Linked DNA regions of Rattus norvegicus: region 2 is linked to region 1. A link is a contact called in public Hi-C data. All regions are on one chromosome and are shown on one strand. Each heading gives the region's core, a stretch centred on a gene start, on an enhancer-like site or on the middle of the called end of the contact. The rest is flanking DNA. Distances are from core to core; before and after follow the strand shown.

The links. Hi-C and Micro-C count contacts between places; a contact is called where the count stands out from the background.
Region 2: a Hi-C map of frontal cortex shows a contact between it and region 1, with 2.8 times the contacts expected there. The contact joins two enhancer-like sites. A contact is called at or near these places in 9 of 12 Hi-C or Micro-C datasets (the A7r5 cell line, the Rat2 cell line, Schwann cells and 5 more).

Annotation. Positions count from the first base shown.
Region 1 is chr20:8,364,551-8,371,500 of GRCr8, reverse strand. All of the region lies in intron 8 of Btbd9 (BTB domain containing 9), which reads left to right. Among named protein-coding and RNA genes, the nearest start is that of Btbd9, 270 kb to the left of the region's middle. Within about 2 kb of position 4,265, at least 1 of the 93 cell types and tissues checked has an H3K27ac peak or open chromatin away from gene starts, as enhancers often do.
Region 2 is chr20:8,528,975-8,535,190 of GRCr8, reverse strand. The region is part of intron 6 of Btbd9 (BTB domain containing 9); the gene reads left to right. Among named protein-coding and RNA genes, the nearest start is that of Btbd9, 110 kb to the left of the region's middle. Within about 2 kb of position 1,325, at least 4 of the 93 cell types and tissues checked have an H3K27ac peak or open chromatin away from gene starts, as enhancers often do.

The sequences.
Region 1 (6,950 bases), core at 3,016-5,515:
TGGTGTTACTTCTCTACCTGCTCCACTACGACCCTGTTCCCCACCACTTGTGACTGTTTCCCCAAGGCAGGTGCGGCAAGCCCAGCAGAGCTTTTACGCCTGGTTGGTCTCTGGTGTCTCGTCCTCCTAAGGCCGTCTGAGCTGCTGTGGTCAGTCTGCAGGTCCCATGCTCCTTCTCTCTGTGCCTTTGCTCTCCCATCATGCTCATCTCCTCCTGTTTTACCCTTGGTTGTTCCTGAATCCACTATGGAAATACTGACCCAGCCTCCCATCATCCCCTGTGTCTGGCTCAGTGAGGGTTTCTAGTGACATAAAATACCATGACTAAGAGCAACTGGGGTGGGGGATAAAGGATTTATTTATTTCAGCTTAAAACTCTTGAGTCACACTGCCTCACTGAGGGAAATCTGGGCAGGAGCCTGGAGGCAGAAACTGGAAAGAGTCCACAGAGGGTGCTGCCTCTTGCCTTGTTCCTCATGGCTTACTCGGCCTGCTTTCTTATACACCCCAGATCACCAGCCCAAGGATGGCACTGCCCGCCATGGGATTAAGATTTCCTCTACCCAGGTGTGTCTAGGTTTGGATCATCTTGAGAAAAACCAACCCATACACCTCCATCGGGCACTGGCACCTCTGTCGGGCACCCACACCGTTATTGGGTGTCTGCGTCTCTATCAGTTGTGATGGTTGTTTCCTTATTGACTCCCCCAGCCTTGCCTGCTTGCTGCATGAGGCCTGAGGCAGCCCAGTGTTACGTTTTTCTCAGGTTGAGTGTGCCCTGAGGTAGTCTCCCCGCCGGAAGGGGATTGCAGCAGGTTTAAGAGGAAATGTATAATTTTAGATCCAGCAGATCCCTTAGATGGTTGCCAGGGTGAATAGCTCACACAAACAGGGGCTTGGCCGGGGGTGTGATCACCCTGACCTCCAGCCCTACCGAAGATTCCAATTATGACTCTGTCTCAAGGAAAGTGTGTTACCAGGGCTCCGGGCAGGCAGAACGGGCCCACCTGGTCTTGTCAAGTGTGGAGTGGAAATGGTTCCTCCAAACAATTTCGTTCTTCCTGACTCAGATGAGAGCCGATGAGCAGGCACAGAACCAGAGCAGAGTGGTGTATCTCAGCACAGTGTGGTGCCTCTGACTTCCTGAGGCCCCGCTATTGTTTCTTCAAGAAGAAAATCCATCCAGCCGCTGTGGTATAACTAGCCAAGTGTTCCGAGAGACACGTCTCGGGGAAGCTAACATCATGTTGTCAGGAACTGAATTTGCCTCTTCTGTGACATTATTAAGAGGAAAGGGAGGGAGGTTTGCTGGCCACCAGTGCCCATGGACAGCACTGGGTAACTTGGCAGGCTTTGGTGACAGCGGATGATGTACAGATAGACGTTTATTGATGGGAAACTAGATCAGTGGCCCCTTTCCCTGGGGATGGGCATTGACCAGCCGTGGGTTCGTTAGTCAGCAGCATTTGACCCACAGCATCCATTGCTCATGGTAACTAACTCACTTTCCTAGTCACTGTGTCTGCAGCCACCTACAGGGCCAGTGTTACAGAGCCCAGAGGCCTGCTCTACACAGAGGAGGCTGCAGAGCCGGGAGCCTAGAAACCCACCTCCCTCTATCCCATAAGCTTTGAAAATGCACATCTCCTTTCAGTTGGTAACTTCTCAGGCAAAGGTCTTAACTGTTGGTGTTCGTAATTCTTTATGTGGTTCTTAGTGTGCCATGGGTAAGATCCTTCATTCTCTCCTTGCCCTTTGGCTAGGGGCGGGCAGAGCCAGGTTTCCTGGCAGAGAGAGTGCTTGGGCGCCAGTCCTGCTGGTATGCCGAGCATGGGTAGATGCCTGTGACATACCATGGGGAGGGCTGCTGGGGAGACAGTCTCCACTTTCCACATCCACATTTTCTTTCATTCATTCAACAAACAGCTTTCTTCTGGGGATCAAATCTTGTGATAGATGCTAAGGAACACTGCACTGAGAAGCAGGCCGAGCACTGGCGTGCTCGCTCGCGGAGCTGGCACTGAGGGCAGAGACAAGCCGGAGATGAGCATGCTTACAGTATGCTAAGTTCTTCGAAGTCAGAGGAGGGGAGGAAGAGGAGGAAACAGAGGGGAGGGAGGCCATCCTGGTTCAGAGTGAGTGGTCGGAGAAGGTTCTCTAAGAAGGGGACATGAGCAGAGATGGAGGATGATAAAGGAAGCACCCTGGAGACCCAGGGAAGTGGCCAAGGACCGGAGGAGGGAGCGAGAACAGAAGGCAAGGCCTGGGAGACTTGGGGGTGACAGCCAAGAGGGGATCTGTTACTGCCTCTGTGCCCTGCACTCAGCACCAGTCCCCGAACCCCCTCCTTCTCACCCCGGGCTTCCATCCCAGGCCTGTCCTGGGAGAGGAGGAAGAGCCGGAGGCTGACAGCACGGCCCCTGAGGTGCCTTCTCTGCCCTGCCTCCTGCTTCAGCTCCCAGGGGTTGCCTGGTAGACCGCCCCCCAAGGCCTTGCTTCCAGTCTTTCTTTTAGGGGAAGAGAAGTCACCTGGAATATGCCCTAAAAGTAGGTAATGGAGCAGTAATTATATCATTTCCATGCCATTTTAAAAACATTAAAATTTGAATAACAGGAAATCTTCAGAGACCTGATCACATACAAGCCCAGGCTAGAGTCATAACAACCAAGCAGATCTGTGGTGCCTTAGTTTATAGTCCTCTTCACCCAGTTTAAGACTGATATCTGGGTGCTTGCCGATCGAGAGACCGTGTAAAGTGTCCTCAGGTCTGGGAGGGAAACCGAGAACATTCTGCACTGAGCTCACTGAACACCCGCCCGCCTGCTTCTCCAGCTAACGGATGACAGGCTCTACTGGAACCCTAAAAGTAAGAGAATCAGCTAAATTAGCTGTTTTACACTAGCTTGGAAAGAACTGTTTTGTAATTGATATGTACATGGAGTAGTGTAAGTAAAATGCCCTTGGTGCTTTAAATAACAAACTTAACTGTAAGTAAATAGGCTGCCTAAGGAGGTCTTGTGTCAATAGATGGAGCTGAATAAGCCCAGGTTAAGGAGTTAATGACACCAGAACACTGAGTCCTCAGTTGGAATATATACGTGTATACATATGTGACACGGTTAAGACTGAAGGCGGTAGCTCAGAGGATACACTTTGTTATTTTAATTTATTTATTTTATGTATGTGAGTGAGCACACTGTAGCTGTCTTCAGTCACACCAGAAGAGGGCATCAGATCTCTTTACAGATGGTTGTGAGCCACCATGTGGTTGCTGGGAATTGAACTCAGGACCTCTGGAAGAGCAGCCCATGCTCCTAACCACTGAGCCATCTCTCCAGCCCTAGAGGGTATTCTTGGTGGGTTGTCATCACCTCTTCAGTCTGTGATGAAGCTCTCTTTATTTTTCAGTGGGGGAAAAACCCCACGCACAGGTCTGCCCCCTGTACGAGATAATCTAGCACAGGACGACTGAAGCGCGGTTTGTGCCCGCAGTGATTGCACACGGGTGAAAACAGTAGCGAAGGAAAAAGGAAGCGTGGAAAGAAAGGCTCGCTCGTGTGGCTGTGGCCTCCTTGGATCCTGTTTTCCTTTCCCTCAACAGTTGGATCCATACTGGTTCACTGCCCTTCCATTGTTGGACAGTTCTGCCCCCCAGAGGCCACCTCTTCAGGCGGTGGGCCCCGAGACCCCCTTTGATATTTTCCTCCTTTTTGCCACTCACCACCCTGGCAGAGCATTCTTCATCCTCTGTGTCCTAAGGGAGCGGCACAGAAGAGAAAAGGAGGAGTCAGAGGCCATTACACTTTATCTCTTATTAATGCCTCTAAATGCAGGTTTTATTCGATAAGGGCGGGTAGAGAAATTGACGTTTGGCTCAAATAACAGTCTATAATTATTTAAATATTTTCTATGTATGGAGGTATGAAAATAGAGGATCACAGAAAATCTCAAATTGAAAATGGGATTTTTTAATATACGTTTTCTTCAGTGCTGTGACAGACTTGGTCTCTAGCTCTGGGTACAGCACTGGGTGTGCTCCATGACTCGTTGACGGCACTGACAACGCTCTTGTGTTACTGCAACTAAAGGGAGTTCTGTCTGTCACCTAAATGTGACATCATATTTGTTCAGTGTGGTTGACCTAAGTGTATGTGAGGAAACTGCGAAAGGCCTGGCCCTGCAGATGACCGAGAAGATGCTCGGGAGGAGGGCGCAGGCATCAGCACCCGCATCAGCACCGGGAAGGCCGCCTGCCGCCTCATCTAGTTCTGTTTCCATTTCATCCTGTCTGAGCGCCGCTGGGGCAGCAGCACATCCATTTACATTAAGACAGCCTTCTTTGCAACCTCAAGAGCTAGAAATTTCCTTTTTATAGTCTGAAGAATACAGCTAGCATCCAGATATATGACTCCTCGGCTTCAGATTAAGATTGCCTATAATTCTAGTTGAAATTGGAAAGATATTTTACAAAATTTGCTTCCTATCAGTCAGGCTGAGCATCGTCTGTCATAGCCCCGAACTGAGAAATTCTTCCTTGTCTTGCTGGTCTGTGATTTATTGACTAAGTGTTGTTTCTCCCCGAGCCCATCTGCATCACGCTGACGTCGCCTCATCACCCACAGACCTCAGCACTGTGAGTTCCAGAAAAATCCTAGAGTAAGAATTAGATCTGGGGTTCCAACAGATGCTGGAGCGTGAACCGTGTGAACATGCAAAGGCCAGAAACCCTGGAGCCTGGCAGCACAGAGCGTGGGGGCACAGTAAATAGACACTAGCGTCTTCCAGGGTAGAGAAATTTCTAGAGCAAAGTGAATTACTATGGCAACTAAGTTGCATGTGAAAAACAGAAGAGGGGTGCAACTCAGACGTTCTCTGGTGGAAACGCAAGAAAGGTTAAATGCCAAAAAAAAAAAAAGTGTTTATGTGTGTGATTTACCTCACATGTCAGCCATTTATCTCTCTTGAGTCACAGGGGAACTTGACAGCTAGTCATCACATACACAGCTAGATAATGTGAAGAATCTTTTACTTGTCAAAGATTAGCCCATCAAGAAGACATTTTTATAGACAATTTAACCACCTTTGACGCCCCCTCCCAAATTTCATGCACAAACACATGCTTTGTTAATTATCTGGAGTTGTTGGTTAACTCCTCTAAAGTGCCCATTCGGTCTTAGTTTGCTCTCAAAGATTAAATGAGTACCGTGCATTAGCTCTGGATTCTGGGGACCCCACCATGTCCTGGTCTGCTTGCTGCCCACTGCTCCCCCAGTGTAGGCCTCACAGTGTCCTAGAAATGTGGCAGGGCTGATGGAAGAACTTTCAGGAAACGGACGGACATCTCTGCAGATTCAGTTGATGGGATTGCTTCAGTGCAGCTTTTGAGTCTTGAGTGACTTCAGCTGCTCTGAAAGTCACAAAAAGTCACAGCTACTTCACCTCAGCCCTAAAAGCCCAGATCAGTTCGTCTGCCTTTGGAAGCCTTCACGTTTCTCAGGTACCTTTAGTCAAAACCACTTTTCCCTCTGGCAGCTCAAGTGTTCCATGTTTTTAATGTTTCGGTGTCTTAGCAGCTCTCAGCATCACATTGTGCTTTCCCAGGCCTCCCCTGCCTTGCTGTCTTGTATGTGTTAGGCTTAGCCCCTTGTAAAAGCATAGCCACAGAGGTACTTGCTAAAAGTGTTCTCATAACTAGGTAAGAAATGAACTCCTCAGACCAAGAAGGCCTTGTGCCTGTTCCTCTTGCCTGACCCTCTGCCGCCTGCACTCCACACCATAGAAGTGGCGAGAGGGCTGCCTGTGCCTAGCAGCCTTTCATCTCCCCCCTCCAGGACACTTGGGGCTTCACTCCTGCTGAGGAGTCTTTCTGCTATGCTGCCTCTTTCCTGATGGATCGGGTTCAGCATGAGAGGGATCAGTTACTAGATAAATGCAAACTGTGTGCTTGCGTCTCCCAGGGCCTTCTTTCCTAGCTTGCCCTTGAGTCCTCATGGGAGGGATTGTCTTTCTCCCTTCTGAACCTGCGTCCCTCAGCGATGACATTGGTGGTCTTGCACTGTGACTCCTGTGATCCAGCACCCCTCAGGATGGCCTGTTTCCTCAGTTTATTGTTCAGGAATGGCCATTTCTCCTGCTTGCCATGCCTCCCAGTAGCTCTTTTTATGTTTAATATGTGGGTGTTTTGCCTGCATACATGTCTGTATACCACATGTGTGCCCGGTACCCGTGCAGCCCAGAAGAAGGTGTGGGATCTCCTGGAACTGGAGTTACAGCTGCTGTGAGCCACAATGTGGGTGTTGGGAATAGAACCCAGATCCTCAGGGAGAGTGCCAATGCTCTTAACTGCTGAGCCTGTCCCCCCTCCTCTCCCTCCAAGAGTTCTTGGTGCAAGCCATGCTCACTGTCATTGGGAGGTGTTTATGTTAATTGCTAACACACTCACTTACTCCACGAAGCTTCTATTTGAGTTTTGTTTGGCTGAAAATAACAGAGAAAGATGTAAATTTTCTTTCAATTTACTTTTGTTTGGTTTTGATTCTGTTTGCATCCTTTATTTAATAAGCAGGGGTAAGAGCCTACAATTCAATGAACGAAGCAACATTTTTTTTTTCTTTTCCACTTGTATTTTTGCCCCAAAGAAACAAGGCAATTGTTTCAGCTATAATTACAAGAAAGGAAAAGGGCAAAGACATAAAAATATCTGGAGCCTCCCACACAAGCTTCCCCTTCTCCTATGGAAGAGCCTTAGACCTGCTCAGAGCCCTTATGGCCCCTGCCTGGGACACCTGCACAAGGCTTAACCCTAGCTTTGCTGGCTAAGGAACTAAGAGCCATGGTTATGGGACGGCTCATCCAGCCATGCCTTGTGCTGGCCCCAGCATGCTTTGGGGTGTCTACAAACCCCGTGTTCCATGTGGTCTGTTGCTTTCTAGTGTTTAAAAGGAGCTTT
Region 2 (6,216 bases), core at 76-2,575, 170 kb before region 1:
GAGTGCTGACAGAAGGCAGGCTTGGCAGAGGCCGTCACCAAAGACCCCGGAGACGCTGCGTCATTTGTTACTGTGTGTGTCTTTAAAAGTGCTATATGATTTGGTATGGTTAAAAATACGTGAGAATTTAACTTCATTCAGTGTACAGATTTTTGTTTTGTGGAATTTATACCCATGGATCCCATTCGTTTTGTGTGTAATTTTGCAAGAAAAATCACCGTGGAACCTAGAATGGGCCCAGTGTCAACAGCAGACATGGCCAAGGTCAAAGTGACACATGTGTACTTACTATGTAAAGTGAAGCTTGTGAGGAGTGCTGCTGTCGGCTTACTGGTTTGAGAAGAACTATTTTTTCCAATTGGAATGTGTGCATGGCCGCAGTTGACATCAGCTCTCTCTCTGATACCGTCTTTCTGTTACTGTTGCATTTGGGCTGTGAGTGGAAGGGTGCAGGGTTCTTCTTGGCCGAGGCATTTAAAATGGACGGTCCTGTCCAGTTCTTACGAATTGCTGCTGCTTCTGTATTTTTGTTGTTGGTTAGTACTATGGAACAGATCAAGGGAGAACCATACAACTTTGAGAAGTATCTTTGCTTCTAAATAATGAAGCAATTTATTTATGCTCCGTACAGCTCCTTGGTACAGTCTGCTGTTTGGAAGTATTTATAGTGTTCCTCTGCCCATGAATATGGAGTGTGGATGACAGACTGGTTCTGACGTTATGGCTTGTCCTTGATAACCTTGTGCAAGTGTGGAGAAGACTCACTGTGGGAAGACCAAGATGGCTGCAGTCTGGCTATGGGTACCAAAGACTTGTGCTGCAGGCAGCCAGACTCCCACAGGAAGCTAATAGTATAGATGATCAGCCTTCTGGCCCAGGCCATTTGTCAGGAATTACCCGATTTTTGGTCTTGCTAGAGATGCTTGTTAATGGCAAAGTGACGTGATAGTGTTCCTCTCGAGGCAACAGGTTGCAACAGAAGTGCTGAGAGAGACTAAGGGCACCTTCGCCTTAAGCCCATCTGTTCTCACATGCCTCATGCATGCCCTTGCTCCACTCCTCTGCAGAGCTGGCCGTTGCTGCACTGCTGGCTGTGTGCATTTGACTCTAGCTAAGCTTGCTTAATTAGGTCTTGAATTATGTCTTCAGTGCTGCCAGGAACTGAGAGAAGAGCTGGGCCCCAGTTGCTCAGTAGTCTGTGTCCGGGGTCCTCTGCCGTGAGTGGCTCTGATGAGGTGCCAAGGGTTGGCCATCCTCATCAACCATCCTCTCTCCCTGAGTACTGTCTGCAGATTGCTCTCCTTACTTTCCCCTTTCAACTCCCCTCTCTTGTTTTCTCTTTCCACATGCTAAATGAGGGAATTTTACACTGTTGCCAGTGTCCCCTGTGTGGGATCCAGGAAAAGTTAGCTAGTGCCAACAGCACAGCCACGAGGCATCTCCTGAAAGGCCGAGGAGGTGGCCTGGCCGCTAAAGCTATCAGCCAGTCTTTGTGAGGCGCCAGTTTGTTTTGCAGTGCCCATGGTGTTTGGTTATAAATGGCTCAAAACCCCTGCAGTTCTGGCTTTCATGGGCGACTGGACACCCCCCACCCAGCACACATAATTAATAAAAAGAAATAAACTAAGTTAAAGAAACATCCACGGAGTGCGTATTTCCTTGTGTGATGAGTGAAATGTTTCAAGAGGGAATGCAATTTGAAGGAGGGGAAAACTCCTTGAGCCCTGCTTTAGAGAGTATAAACCACAAGTCAATATGAATTTCAGATAATCCGTTATCCAGCCGCGGTGTGTGACAGCGCTTGGAGGTGAGAAAACTCCCTCCTTGTGTACATTTGGAGTGTTTTTATTTGGTGCAGTTGCATATTCATTCCTAACAGACTGCATTCTGAAAGAACTGGACTTTTATAGATTCTATGAATATTCAGTCACCAAAGCCCGGTCTGTCCCTTACCTTCTGCGTCTAGACCCATCTGTCAGCGCTCGCTAGATGGCTCTACTTCTGTTTCACACATTTGCCTTTTGGATAAAGCACTTCCCAGTGTTGACTGGGGGTGGTTGGTAGCTTTGGTCCTCTGAATGGGTCTCTGGAGAGACACAAAGACAGACAGACACAGCCTTCTGTCTGTCAGTGTGCCTTCTGGGCCATCTCACCTGTCTGGGGTTGTGGCATTCACTCTAAGCGGTTAGGACATTGTTTAGGACACTGCCTCAGCAAGGAGACACATGATGGCTGTTGCCACTAAGTCATCAGAGAACTTGGCAAGTGGCAGAAGCTGGAAGCCTTATTCATTTGCATATTAATTGACATGACAATTAGCCGTAAGCCCAAATTTTAAAAGTTGTCCCACGAGTCCCTTCTCCTGGTACTCTCTCATTTCTCTCAAGCCTGTTTTCAGTTACAAAGCAAAAACATGCTTCCTGTATTTTAAAACTTAGACTCTTTGGTAAACTTGGAAATCTTATATCACCTTACTGTTATCTAAGATATTAATTAAAAAGAAAGGATCAAAGCAACAGCAGTTGTGGAGGCTGTCTTTCATCCTACATCCCGGGAGGTCGGTCCGTCGGTGTGAGGTTGCTTGCCTGCCACAAGCATGACAGAGCCCGGTGTAGGTCACTTTCACGTCATGCTGCTTGCTTTGTTGTCATTGTCACACAGGGTGGAGAGGCTCCATTTCTGTGCACTCTGTGTACTGTATCATTCAGAAAATGTCCTTTCAGATCACACTCATGCCCAGCCTCCCCACCTCAAAGGTTTGACTCCCTACCATCTTCTGCCGTCCCGCTTTAAACCTTTAACTAGGAAGAAGCAGGGAACATAATTGAGATGGCTTAAGTGAGGCATTTTTATTCCTGAGCACATCCCATGGGACTGCGCTACTGTTCCTCCTCTCCGGTGTCCTTACTTTCCAGATGTACCTGCAAGGTCAGTGAGGCCCCGTGTGCCAGCCTCACTCTGACACCCATGCCAGCGGCCCTTCTGCACATGCCGAGTGATGTAGACATACAGACAGACAGACACACCGCTCTGGTTCTTGCAGTGTGTAACAGTAAAGGGCTGGACTTGTACAGAAAACCGATGTAAGAAGGTTCTTTGGTTCTCCTGAGTGTTTCCCGGTCCGCCAACTCCACCTCAAGTCCTTCTCCCTGTGAGAATGGGTCTTTGCAATTTTCAGTGGTGAGAGGGGCCAGGGAAGACGACTGACATCTTTGAAGATGTTCTTTGTATATTTGAGGCCAGATGTAGCCCTTATATCGTGAGAGCGTCTCCATGAGATGGGAGCCCATTGTTAACCTGTACATAGATGAAGACACTCTGCTAGTCTCGGAGTGGGGGCTGCATGTGGACCTGAGCTGGTGCAGTCACTGGAGCGCCGTGTGCTTGGTTCCCGTGACAGGAGTGACGGTTTCCAACATGTTCAAAGCTGTATATTCTTTGCATAAGTGAAAGGGGGAAAATCATTAATTTGTATTACTCTCTTGAAAGTAACTAAGCTCATTCTACTCAGTAACTGTTTGATTTATGATTTGAGGCAGTGTTTTCATGCCTTATGGTTTTTTATTGAGTAGAAAACCAGGAATGTTATAACGAACTGGTTCATTTTGGTTCCTGTTGTGAATGGAAGTATGGTCCTTAGACTAGGGAGATCAATGTTTGGGGGGCGGGGTATCAGCCTGAGGGAGCTGCTTCCTGCCATCTCAGGAAAACTATTTGGATCTAGAAAACTGTTCACACATAGAAAAAAGAGTGCCAGATACTTTATGATCCTAGCTTGCTCTTGCAATGCGTCTCATGTTGGAGAACAGACTAGCGTCCCATGATTCCTATGATTTTGTTTAAATTTGAACATTTAGGAATTAGTCATCACCTTCTAGTGCAGATGGCCAGCTTCTGTCCTGGGACTGTAGGGATCCACTCGCTTATCCTGAAGCATTGAAGCCATGTGAGGCTCTGTCTCTGTTTCTGTCTCTGTCTCTGTCCTCCAGAGTTTGTCTTGGAACGAATGGTATTGGAATAAAGAGGTTTAAGTTTGGTGGGGGAAAAATAACAGGGGGAAGATATTGTGCCATTGAAAATGCATGATGAGATAACCACTCGTGTTAAAAAAATGCCAGAGCTCCTGTTACTCCCTTTGTTCAATATGGAAAGACTGGAACATTGGCCTCTTAGACTTGCATTTTGAACACTTGGCCACTCGAGGGCGCTGTGTCACTGCAAACCAAGCGAGAAGTCCTCAAATCTCATTTTTCTTTCTCACCAAAAAGATAAAGGATTTATATTCTTGTAATACCGAATCAGTTCATACTTAACATTCAGCCTTTAGCTGTGGAAACTTGTTTGAATGACAGTAATGGCTTCATTTCAAGTTATTTAAATGTTTAATGCTGTGTAATTTACGCAAATGTGTATAATCCTTTATTTAACTAGATGAAAATAATATACTGTTAACATTGTTTTTTAGCATTAATTAATGTGACTAATTATAGCCAAAACCACTAAACCAGTTTCGTTGCATGATCGGATTGGGTGCGGAAAGGCTTCCTTCAGGCTCAGGCTGGCACGAGTCCGTGCTGTCCTCTCAGCCCTGCCCCCTCCCCTCCCCCTCCACACTCTGTTTTTATTCCTAATTTGCATTCAGTATAACAACGGGCTACACCAGGTTAACTGGAGATCCTTGTCTGCTAACACTCGTTCTTGCAGTGAAGGCGTTTCTTAGCATGGTTCTTCCTAAGAAAGATTACTCTCAGTACTTGAAAAGAGAGAAGGAGCTCTCCACGTTGACAACCCTTAGCCTGCCACCTGCAAGAGGAGTAAGAACTCATTTTCCTCAGGCACGGGCAGAACCTCGGCATCCTGCCTGAGGCCCCTGTGAGCCCAGCCACTGCCACCATTGACTCTCAGTAGCAGCAAAGCAAAGCCCCGCTGTTCTCCAAGCTGTGTCTGCTCTCAGAAATGAGATGAGTCCAAGTCTAAAGCAGGCGACAGGTTTGTGGCAGCTGGCTGGCACCGCTGTGATGTCACATCAAAACTGCCCATTACGGCCCTCTGTAGCATAAGTAATTCTCAGTAAACACTGCCTTTGCAGGTGCTGGGGAAGGAAACTTCCTCACTGTAAGTGTTGGTGAAAAACCTTTTCTCAAAACAGTTGTTAACTCGAAACCAGCTTTCTTACTTTCCTAAACTCTAGAAATTTTAAGGGTTAAAATACACAAAAATCTCCTTATTTTTAGATAAAATTCTGCATTAAAATTGTTTAGGTTTTTTAAAATCCTATAAACAATTCGTTAACTCTCTATCGTAGATTTTTATACCGTATTGTAATTTTTTATGCATTGCAATATTTTGTGAATAATAGTTTAAATGGAAAGTTTGAGAAGGTGATTTTGTAAGGAAAAATGCAGTCTTCCAGCACAATGAGGGTTAGCAGGTTTTTAAATGAATTCATGTTGGGGGTACATTGTAATTTTCCTTGCCGTACTTTAAGTATTAGGAGGTTATGTGTGTGTTGTATGTGTGTCTGTGTGTGTGTGTGTGTGTGCATGTGCCCACACAAGCTCTCTCACAAAACAACCCCCCACATAGGATGATTGTCCAAGATCATAGATAATTGAACCAAAGCATGCTAATTCTCGGATACAAGCTGCAGAGCACTTTGGAAAGAGACTTCTAAAGAGCGATGTGGGCTTTAAACTATTTGTCTTCTCTCCTCGGCTCCTGGAGCTCCTCTCTGCAGTTGATCCTTGCACACACTGTCTGGGTGGGTGTCGGTGTCAGCCCCTTTCCTACTGCAGGAAGCGGAGGGCAGAGCTCCAGTCTCCTGCTCCTCAACTCTCCCCCGCCCACCTTGTGAATACTGAGAGGTCTCTGCTGGGAAGTCTGGCCTGTGCTTCTCTCTCTCTCTCTCTCTCTCCCTCTCTCTCTCTCTCTCTCTCTCTCTCTCTCTCTCTCTCTCTGCCTTACACATTGCCTTGGGCTGTTCTGTGTGTAGGTTTTCGTCTTAATGAGATCTGGCTATTCTTTTTCCATGTCATCATGGCAGAATAAACAGTGGAGGAATTTTACTTCAGTGGGAACTTCGCTCCTGACCGACATGCTTCCATGGTAGTTTTGCCCTCCCTGTGTTTTGGAAAGTTCTCTCTCTTTTTTCCCCCTCTCCCTCACCCCCTCCCCATGAAAGACAGCAAACATGATTGAAAAAGCAAATGGGAAGGG